2 separate regions of the Mus musculus genome follow, and region 2 is linked to region 1. The links are chromatin contacts, called in public promoter capture Hi-C maps. All regions are on one chromosome and are shown on one strand. Each heading gives the region's core, a stretch centred on a gene start, on an enhancer-like site or on the middle of the called end of the contact. The rest is flanking DNA. Distances are from core to core; before and after follow the strand shown. Region 1 has its middle 17 kb from the start of Gm24150. Region 2 overlaps Tmem144 (transmembrane protein 144).

The links. Promoter capture Hi-C pulls out the DNA fragments that hold promoters and counts their contacts.
Region 2: a contact with region 1 is called in a promoter capture Hi-C map of the HPC-7 cell line. The contact joins two enhancer-like sites. A contact is called at or near these places in 8 of 39 promoter capture datasets (the C10 cell line, the HPC-7 cell line, cranial neural crest and 5 more), 1 of 15 datasets of contacts at CTCF or cohesin (large pre-B cells), 19 of 484 Hi-C or Micro-C datasets (CD4 T cells, the P5424 cell line, brown adipocytes and 12 more) and 3 of 115 datasets of contacts at active chromatin or transcription factors (T-cell acute lymphoblastic leukemia, astrocytes and embryonic stem cells).

Annotation. Positions count from the first base shown.
Region 1 is chr3:79,176,823-79,182,185 of GRCm38.p6, reverse strand. It overlaps a transcript of Rapgef2 not described here. Among named protein-coding and RNA genes, the nearest start is that of Gm24150, 17 kb to the left of the region's middle. Within about 2 kb of position 3,300, at least 137 of the 459 cell types and tissues checked have an H3K27ac peak or open chromatin away from gene starts, as enhancers often do. A contact at or near this core is called in the HPC-7 cell line, where this site is marked.
Region 2 is chr3:79,809,622-79,814,984 of GRCm38.p6, reverse strand. Tmem144 (transmembrane protein 144) reads left to right here. Exons shown (of 12, transcript NM_001379543.1): 12 at 839-2,421. The coding sequence ends at 922. Among named protein-coding and RNA genes, the nearest start is that of Gm26420, 23 kb to the left of the region's middle. Within about 2 kb of position 2,929, at least 8 of the 459 cell types and tissues checked have an H3K27ac peak or open chromatin away from gene starts, as enhancers often do. A contact at or near this core is called in the HPC-7 cell line, where this site is marked.

The DNA.
Region 1 (5,363 bases), core at 2,051-4,550:
AATTAGGTTGTTTGTGGATAGATATTGGAACCGAGCCGATGTCTCTGACTCAATATGCTCAGCTTTGCACTGTGAAATGGTGAAAATTAACGAACCATTTTGGTCATGGCACGGGTCCCTGTGCTGAAGGGAGAGCCTGGCCTGGACCATAACTTTTGAAGAACCAGTCAGGTGACATCTGTGCCAAAGCACAGTGGTCAGCAGAGTCGTGTTTGTGCCGCTTTGTAGAGGGATAGCAGCAGATCAATTTAGCTGAGCTGTCTGTAGCAGGTCGGTGGCGAGGGCACAGACACTCCCAAAGCGTAGCCCTCATACCACTGTCCCAGGCTGCTTTGGGTTGTGGCACGAGAAAAATTTGCTCTGTGTAGCCCGGTACATCTGAGGTAAGAACAACTTTATCACCGGAAGAGGGAAAGCGAGAGTCACACAGCTTCCTCCAGCCTCGCCCATCTGTGATGATGTAAATATACGCCAGTCTTTACCGCACTAATCCCTCAGGCCAGTATACAATTCAACTCTTTTGGTGGAGAGCAACCGGCTCTTCGCACCGCTCTAATACATGTTAATAACAAAGATTGCAGCTGTAGCTCTTGTGAACATTTGACCTTGAAGCCTCACAGGAGGACAGACATTGCCGATTTCTACTTGTCCTTGAGTTACAAGAGTAGATAATGAATTAATACAAATTGATAAAGAGTATCTGTCAGGCAGCTGCTGAGGTCATGAGACTGGTATGCGGAAAGAGTGCCCATACAACATGCGTAATACATAATGCAGCCCAGAGAGGTGGGTGGGTCATGGAAGCAGGAAGCGAGCCTCAGAAGGAATGTTGGCTCTGCTAGAGCCACAAGCCCGGAGTGCATGGGCTCACCAGCAGCTAACAGGGAAATGGGAGCGCTTGCTGCTACAGAGACGTAGCCGTAGACGGTGGCAGCACTGTTGCTGTACTGGGGCTTCAAAGACATTGAAGACAGTGCAGGTTGGATTTTTAGAAATTAAAATGTTCATACTACAAATATTAAATGCTTAATGCTTCTTAAGTAGAGGAACTGAACAGGGGGGTGGGAGAGTAGGGGGGCACAGTGAAGAGCCCTTCCTTATTATTTTTGTATGTGCTTGCTACATTTGTAAGTAAAGATTCAGTGCTGGGCTTCCAAACTGCCATTGAGTGCTTGCTGATGGTGGAACATTTCTAAAGTAGCTGTGGAAGGTGTCTAGAGACGGTGAAATGTGTGTAGTTTCCAAATACTTAGGGAATCGTCGCCACTTAGTCCACTCTCTTGACACAGTGTGTATACAGACACACACACACACAGACATAGACACACACACACACAGACACACACACACACACATTTTGTAATTTACATGAGGTATGATTTTATTTAGTGCCTGCTAATTTTTGAGTGAATGTAAAACATTTAAAAAGATTCAGTGTGTTTTTATGGCAAGTTTTTCAGTGTACTTTGCTGTTTTCTCTTGACTTGGGGAATGAAATTCCAGGCTTCCACAGTTGCTACCATACTTTGTCTAGACAATGAGATGTGACTCTTTCTTTGAAGTCATCGATACATACATTGATTTTGGTTCAGGAGCATCAGTTGGTTACTTACATTTTAGTTAATTAGATTTATTTATAAGGAGATTAACATTCAGTGTCTATCACTTTCTAGGAATGACGAGATGAGAAATAGGCTCTCTGATAGTTTGGCGTTTTAGATGATTTGGTAAATTTGGATCGCCTGTCAGTGTCTCAGCTTCTCTGCTGTGCTCTGATCTCCTGGTTGTCTTCCCTGACAGGAGTAAGTTTACATTCCGATGTAGAGAACTTGCATTCCGCCAAGCAGTTCTGACGCACACAAGAATGTGGAGGCCCATACACAGGGCAAGGTTAGGGACACTGGCAGAGGGGGCTTCTGTGCCCAGCTGCTGCCTTTTCCAGGACACTCACACTAATAAAACATGCTCTTGAATCAAATTGGGAGGAAACGTGCTGACAGAAACCTAGGCTCGACCAGCCTTACAAACTTCTGCTACCCATTAGTTACTTATGGGAGTTTACACAAACTAGGTAAGGTGCTTTTCGCAGATTTGTGCTTTCTGGTTATGAGCTCTACCTAGCGGGCTGTTATAGCGCATTTTGGATTATGTAATGTCATGCTATTTGCACCTATTAAGAACATTTTCCTTACTTTATTTTGATTTGAAGAACTGAGTTAATTTGTAATTCGTAATTTTTAAATTGTTCTGTGCAAAACCTTCAAGTGGGATGAAACTGTGGACTGTTGTACTGTGGTGTGTGCTGAGGTGTGTGCTATGTGTTGTGCTGTGTGGTGTGTGGTGTGTGCTGTGTTGTGTGTTGTGCTATGTGCTGTGCTGTATGCTATGGTGTGTGTTGTGTGCTATGTATTGTGTTGCTGTGTGTTGTGTTGCTGTGTGTTAAGAGCTGTGCTATGTACTGTGCTGTGTGGTGTGTGCTGTGTTGTGTGTTGTGCTGTGTGCTGTATGCTGTGGTGTGTGCTGTATGTTGTGAGCTGTGCTGTGTGCTGTGTTGCTGTGTGTTGTGTGCTGTGTGTTGTGTGCTGTATGTTGTGTGTTGTGTGCTGCTGGTCTTTCAACTGATGGCTGGCAACAGATCTTACATGCTGTTATTTTCATAAGGCTAAGTAAGAGAGCCAACAGTTGACAAATGTGGACCTGTGTAACTTAGCTTTCATTTTGCGGCTGGCTGTTTAATATTAAAGATTGTAAGAATGTACTGGAATTACGTTGAAGCTAAAGGGCTGAAATCAAAGTTGTGCAGTGTGTTTATAGAGAACAAGTTCTTTAAGAACACTCTTACCGCATTTGCTGCACCCTCACACCCCTCTTCAGTTTCATAGCTGCCTGTCAAAAGCCAGTGTCTAGGATGGAAAAGGACCAGGATTCTGAATGTTATAGCCAAGACTTACCTGGCATGTCGGCAAGTGTATGTGTATGTGCACGCACACACAAACATTGATTTTTGTTTTACACACAGGTATCCACAAAAACTGAAACTACTGTAAAGACTGGGATGACTTTTAAAGTGTTTTAATCCAAATGTAAACAAAACAGCACTCTATCTTTGAAAGTTCAAAGCGGCAACAGTTAACCTCTCTGTAGGTTGCACTCCCGGCAGGCACTGTCAGAGGGCACTTGGTCTGTATGGATCTGACATTCAAACCTCTGGGTATTTTCATCTGACCTAAGGCTCTTCCTGCACTGTGTGATTTTGCTGAATTTGAATTGCTCTGTGAATTACAAATGCTGAGCTGTCTTTTCCCTCTCGGCTAGCTGGCAAGTGTGCCTGGCCATTGAGTGCTGCCTCTCCCTGAAGGCCAGTCTGGGCTGTCATTGGGTTGCAGCTGTTTGAATACTCATCTTCCATGGACTGTAAACTACTGAAGAAATAATGGCTGTATTTTGTGAATTTGATTTTGTAAATTCCAATGTTAATTATAGGGCTTATGTTGATAATACTGATTTGTGTTACCTGTCCAGTGAACACATGAAGAGGAGTGGGCAGCAAAACACTTTTCATGTAAGAAATAATATGGAAGAGCCTTATTATAGTCCACGGACAAAAGGAAAAATGTGGTTATATTGAGTTAAAGCAAACAGGATATAACTGACTGCTGGGGACACGCACTGAGTGTCTGTTACATGTGTGCCTTCCCCATGTCTTCCCACGTACGTTCATAGCTACTGTCACTTCAGCCTTCTAGGACCAATGGGAAGAGGTTGGTGCAGTGTTTCTCAGTGGGGTGGTCCAGTCTCAAACAACTTAAGGCTTTGGTGTGGGTGAGGCTGGGGGGAGGCTCTAACCATGGCCAGGCGTGAAGTGGCAGGCAAGCACTCTGCCATCTACTTGTTTGCTTTGACTTCCTGCTTTCCCTTACTTCTTAGTTTTTGTAAAGAAACCTAAAGCCACTAAAAGAAACAGAAACTAACTGTGGGGCTCGCCCTTCTGTCTCCTCTCCAGCCTCAGCGGCCTCTCGGCCTCTCGCTTTCTTCCTCTGTGAAGTTGCCTATTCTAGCTAATTCCTCTAAGTGGAGTTTTTGTGACTGGCTTGTTGCCCTCCGGGTGATATTTTTAAGCTTCGTCCATTTGTATCATGTGTCAGTTCTTGAGTCCTTTTTATGTCTGAATAGTCCTCCATTGTGAGCTGTATATGGTGTCACGCAATTGTCCGCCCAGCGCTTGGGAGGCTCCATGCAGGCGAAGCATGGATTTGAAGCTAGCCTGGGTGGGCTATGGAGCCAGACTGTTATCACCAACATTCTGAAGTCTGTTTTATGTGTACATAATACTGTTTGTTTGGTTAATAGAGTTGTTTCCATATGTGGCCATTGTGAATTATATTGCACTGAGCTCTGCTGTACAAATAGTGGAGTCCTGGCGCTTCCCTAGCACCAGGGCTATGGACAGCACTGTACTCGCCTCATGGTCTTACAGGTGCTCTCAAGAGACCCTAGTTCAGATCCTTATGCTTCCAGCTGGGATGTAAGCAGCTGGCCCTTCTCCTCAGTTCAGTTTGATAAAGACAGATGCCTTGCTTAGATTTATTCCAAGGGAGCTGCCTCTCTCCTTCAGCGTATTTGAGAAATGCATGTGCTGAAGAATTGTTTTCCCAATTGACAACATGGTGATGTCTCCAGGATGTGAGTCTTGTGGCTGTAGTTTACCAGTTCACCTACAGCTACCACATCCCAGACTCTCCTGGGAACATATTATACAGTGTGACCTTTGCATGTTAATTCAACTCAAAGTCATGAAGTTCTAGAAGCTAAGCCCTAGCTGTATGGTAACAGGATGTGGGGACTTGGTACAGGAACTGTGCATACCAGCAGCGCTGTGGAGTTTGCTAGTGTTGAAAGTGGGGATTCACCTTTCCTGCTGAAGTTTGTGAACAGCCCCGTGGCAGCACGTTTTGATTTCCTTTATCAGGTATCGTAGGACCATTGTATCCATTACAAATACGTATGATTTCTTTACTGTGCCATTCCACATTTTCAAAAGAAGCAGTAGTGCTTATAAAATTGCCCAGGTCTGAGATGGAATGAAGTATGACAACTGAGTCTCCCAGCTGTGCTCTGGCATTCTTATTTATTTTAGGTGTTGGCAGTTGAACCTGGGAGGTGCTCTTGCTAATTGCACATACCACACTGAGCCACACAGCACCCCCTGCCTTCATTTTTAGATTTTGATGTTATGTTACTTAGTAACAAACCTGAAATATACAATATATATTTGTACCTAATCATGTAATAGGATTAAAATGATGATATTGGTAAGCCTGTTACATATTTTATTAATATGTCAAAATTATTTTTCAAGTTGT
Region 2 (5,363 bases), core at 1,680-4,179, 630 kb before region 1:
GGCCATGACTGTGCTGTGTCGGGATGAGGCAATTCATGCCTTCCATCTTTAACATGAGTGCCCATGCATAGCAGCAAAAGCTAGTCTTCCTTGCTTTAGACCCACCTCCATCCTACCACTGGTGTGTTCCATCTTCTTTCTCGAAGAAAGAAGGTTGCCTCCTTGGTCTCCTTACATTGATTCTGGCCCCTCCCATCTATTTCACATTCTCAAAAAAAAAAAAAAAAGTAGAATTTCCAGAATGCAAATCTAAAATTTCAGCACCTACATCTTCCTGCTCCTTTAATGCCTTCTTATTGCTTGAAAAGATAAGACCTATAGGCTCTTGAATACCCAACAGGCCATTCACCCCCCAGCCCCACCGTCTTAGTTAGGATCTTATGGCAGTGAAGAGACACCATGACCATGGCCACCTTTATAAAAGAAAACACTTAACTGGAGCTGTGTCATAGTTCAGAGGCTTAGTCCATTATCAGCATGGTGAGAAGCATGGTGGTATACAAGCAGCCACGGTGCTGGAAAGGGGCTGAGAGTTCTGCATCTAGATCTACAGGGCAGCAGGAAGGAGACTGCCACACTGGATGTGGCTTGAGCATCTGAGACCTCAAGACCCGCCCACAGGGACACACTGCCCCCAGGGAGGGAGAGATGGAGAGAGGGAGGGAGAGAGGAAGGGAAGGAGGGAGGGAGACAGAGACAGAGACAGACCAGCACACCAATAGCCAGAGCATATGACACAGTAAAGATCCATGACAGTCGTTTTAAAATATACATGTTGTAAATTTAAATTTGATTCAAGTTTTATTCAATGCAGCCGTTCTTTTTTTTAATTACTCAGGGTCTCCGAAACTACTTACTGATGATGCTCGCTTTCTGCATCATCTTAGCTGGGGCCTTGTGCACCGCTTTTTCTAAAGTGTAGCTGTTCACGGCAAGAGCAGCAGAGGGCAGCAGAGGGCAGCAGCGGCTAGGAGAAGGACCTCTGCTGCGCAAGCTAACACTACAGGCAGCTAAGCTGTGGCACTGTGGGTCTCTGCCACTCTGGGAATGAACGGATAAATGGCTGTTGGCTCCACCAACGTGAGAACGCGAAGAGAGACCGTGTTTCAGTTCAGCGTGTGTGAAAACTCTTTTCGATGAGCTATTAACGAAGGCTGGACCTCGCTGGGTGGCTCAAAGGCATATCGGATCATCCTGTCTAACAATGTCTACTTAATACTATAATCCAGAAAATAGGATGGAGTTTGTACAAAAGAAATTACCATCCCAATTTATAATTTATTAATAAAGAGGACCCAAAATAAGTACTTTCTTGGTTGTGGGAAGGAACACACACATACCTTGTGGAATTTACATTCAAAGATATCGGCCCCTTTGCTAAGAGCAAATGTCATAGTTGCAACCTGAATGTTTAAAATGCCATTTCTTTTTTTTTTTGGCCAAAAATTATTACTTTAATACTACTCCGCTCTTTATCTTGCCTGACCTTCTTAGCTCAAAATGTTTGATAATTATTCCAGATAAAACGGATCCTCAGAGAGCAGGTCACCACCACTCCTATGTACGTGTGATATAATGTATACATTCACAAGCACACATACGTGTGTGCATGGTTTCAGATTTGGACACATTCTAGAGTTGCTGAAATAGCAGTTTTAGTTCATCACGTTCAACTTAAAGGAAGCCGACTTGTTTGACTGCACAACTAATTTTTTCCTCCTTAAACACAGTTACTTAAAAGATCATTTTAACTGGAAGTGTTTCTTTTGACCCTATTTTAACTGATTTCCAGGAGACAAAAGAAGGTAGCATATATATTGATTTGATTCTTTAAGGGAAAAAAAAAAAAACACAGGCACATTGCTCACAATCATGCTCTCTGCACCCTTAATAGAATAATGGTGTTTGGCTGTGCCTTTCACCCATTCTCTCCTGATATTGCAGTACTTTGTTGTGCCAGAGCAACAGAATAGCATCCTGCACCTGCCTCGGCTTAAACCTCAGATGCTCCGTCTGAGTTGTGCAGCTTTGGACCTGAGAGCTCTCTCGGCATGGCAGGCTTCCTGGGAAGGAGGGCTAGCGATAGCATGTGCCTTGAATTCTGTTGTCCAAATGTCTCCTTGCCTGACAAACACTCTAAACTTCTTTGCTATTGTTACTACATGTTAATCAAGGGGAAACAACGTTTACAGGTAGGAAAAACTTACAACTTATAAAAACTACTGGACTTACCACCCTCAGCCCAATTGAACTTTGTCTTGCCAAATCAGAAACATCCCTGGAGTCCCTTCTAATCATTGAATTGCTCACACAAATAATGTTTGATATTAACAATGTCTTTTTTCTATTTCAGTTTTTACTTGAAATGTCATTAAATTGTGATGGTATGGCAATTTCTGAATAAACATGACAGAAAAACTATTTCTTTTCTTCTTTAGATATATATTTAGAATTTCATGGTGGGCAGCCTTTATTCTTTGTGAGGTGGCCAATTTTAAATGGGAAGTAAGGAAATTACAGAGAAAAAAAAACAGTAAAAGAAAATAAAGAGCCCTTAATTCCACCCCAAGCAATCCAAGCAATGCCTACAATGTTAATAAAAGTATTGTGGGAGAAACAAGCTTTTCCAAAATGGTTACCAAACAATTTACTGTTCATGGTTACGTTATAGGGACAGATCTGAGTCCTAGCACACTCAATGGCATTTGCTGGGTTCCTTATCTTTTGATACAGGGCCATGTGGTTATTAGGAAAGGGGAGACACTCTCTTCAGGCTGATGAGCTGAGGGGAAGGCTCAAACAGTGCTGGCTAGAAGCTGCAGGACCCTTTCTAATCAAGGACGTAGCTCCACAGTTGTAGGCAGCCTAGTGAGGAAGGGCTTCCAGTCCTCTCTGTCCTGGTTTCTGTGGGTTCATCTTGATGTAGGTTTTAGGGTCTGTCTGTCTGTCTGTTTTTGCCTCTCCCCTCCTGCAGTTTTGTAATCTCCCCTCTGTCCACTCATCCTCAGAGGTGAGGGTTTGAGGTTTTCATTCCCCTTGTGTGGTAAACAGAGTCTGCTGTTTTGATCTTTTCAAGTTGTGCTTTCTACTGAACCTTAATGAAAATGGCAGCCACGTTTGTACCAGAGAGTTCCTGCCCCCTTGTGTCCAGAGGCAAAACTGCATAAAGTGAAAGGAGCCACCCCGTAAGGCTGATCTTCACACTGTGGGACATGCAGAACAGAAAATAAAGAATCTAGGGCTTAGCAATATAGCGTTTCCTTTGAGCTACCAATGGGCCTTTATTCCTGACTTACTTCATTTAGTGTAACTGGCTATTATACCTGTTGGTGCTAAAAGTCACATGGAGTTGAAAAAAGTAAGCTGTACAACCTTGTGTATAGTTTGATACACTTGAAGAAAATTGCTAGTGATCAAAGTGACCCACATGTATATTTATATAAAACATTAAAAACCAATGTTCACCAGGTGGTGGGGGTGCACCTCTTTAATCCCAGCACTTGGGAGGTAGAAGCAGGCAGATCTCTCTGTTCTGCAGAGCAAGTTCTAGGACAACCAGGGATATACAGAGAAACCCTGCCTCAAAAAACAAAACAAAACAAAAAAACAAATAAACAAAAACAATGTGTCAGACTTATCGAGATGGCTTTTGGGACCTCGAAGGAGATTGGCATGTTAATGTTGGGGGAGAGAAAAGCTGTTTGCATCAAGCAGTCATGAAAACATACTCAGGGTTTGTTATAGATGACACATTTTCAGCATCTTTTGACACATTTATAATTTTTAAAAGAACTGGAGCAGGAGAGACCAGGACTTCTCTTGAGTATAGACAATGAAGTTCAGTCTTTGGGTTGAAAATAAGCAAAGAGGAAAACAGCTCTGGGTGTCCTAGCAGCGTAAGTCCGTCGCGTGCAAGGTTACTGTGAACATTCTCAGAACTCTAAAGTGACCGAGGGGCGGGTGTGAACAGTCAGCCCACTTACACTCCTGCTACATCTCCAGCACATCTCATTTAAATCTAGCGCATGGGCAGTTACAGCTCTCTGTAAGAACCCTTGGACAAGGCAGAACACTGGGAAGATCTCCTTTTCCAGATGGGTGCTTGTTTTCCTGAGTCTGTTTCTGTGCTCCTTCCAACCTTCGAGTTCCACCCAGACCGTGCCTGCCATGCTTTCAAATACTGCAGACTCAGGAATGCATTTGAAATCCGCCTTTTCATCAGCACTGTATCTATCACAGATAAGGGAACTCCCCTATCGCCAGCACCACAGGCTTCGGTCTTCAAGCCCTTCTTAACCCTCCCTAAGTACATGAGCATCCTGATTTTACCAGACAGAATTTCTATGTACCTTGTAGTTTCCCCTCACTGATGTAAATAGTCATTAAGTCATTATGAAGTCAAAAGAGCTTACAATTTCTTGGCATCTGTTAACTCACACACGATGATACAGTGTATGAAAGCTGTTCTAATGGGAGATCTTTAAGTCCTCTCTAGTCATCACAGAGCAATAGTAGGCCAGCAAGTTGACTCAAGAGAGTAAATTAGATGCTTGCTGCCAAACCTGACAGCCTGAGTTGGACCCTGCGACTCGCACAGAAGAGGGATTGGACTAGAGAAAGCATACAACGATTCGTGCACTGTTAAGAATGGTACATACATTCATGTCCATAAATAATGGGAAAGATAAACAAATTGCAATATGCTTGCCAACTATGATGGAATAACAAAAACAAGAAATAAGCCACCAACACAGGCATGGAAGTGTTTTATCTTGAAAACTATTAGACAAGATGGGAGGAAAAAGAAAGAACCTCTCATGCTTATCAGACTGCGCATCGTTCTCTCATGTAAACTACAAGGAGTCAACTGGGGAGCTAAATTGATGGCTTAGCACTGGCTGATCCTCCAAAGGTCCTGAGTTAAACTCCCAGCACACACACAGATGCTAACAACGGTCTATAACTGTAGTCTCATGGGATTTGGTGCCTTTTTCTGGTGTACAGACATACATACAGGAAAAACACGCTCATATACATAAATAAGGCAAGGACTCGATAAATGGCTCAGGGGTTAAGAGCACTGACTGCTTTTCCAGAGGTCACAAGCTCAATTCGCAGCAACCACGTGGGGGCTCACAACCGTCTGTAATGGGATCTGATGCCCTCTTCTGGTGTGTCTGAAGATAGCGACAGTGGACTCACATGCATAAAATAAATCTTTTTTTAAATAAATAAATAAATAAATCTTTTTTTAAGTCAGATTTTCTACTTGATTCTCTTATTTGCTGCTCACTAAATTCCATGTGTGTTATTCTCCTGAGGATCAAATAGGCATCTGCTGACAAGATGTCCTAGCCCTCAAG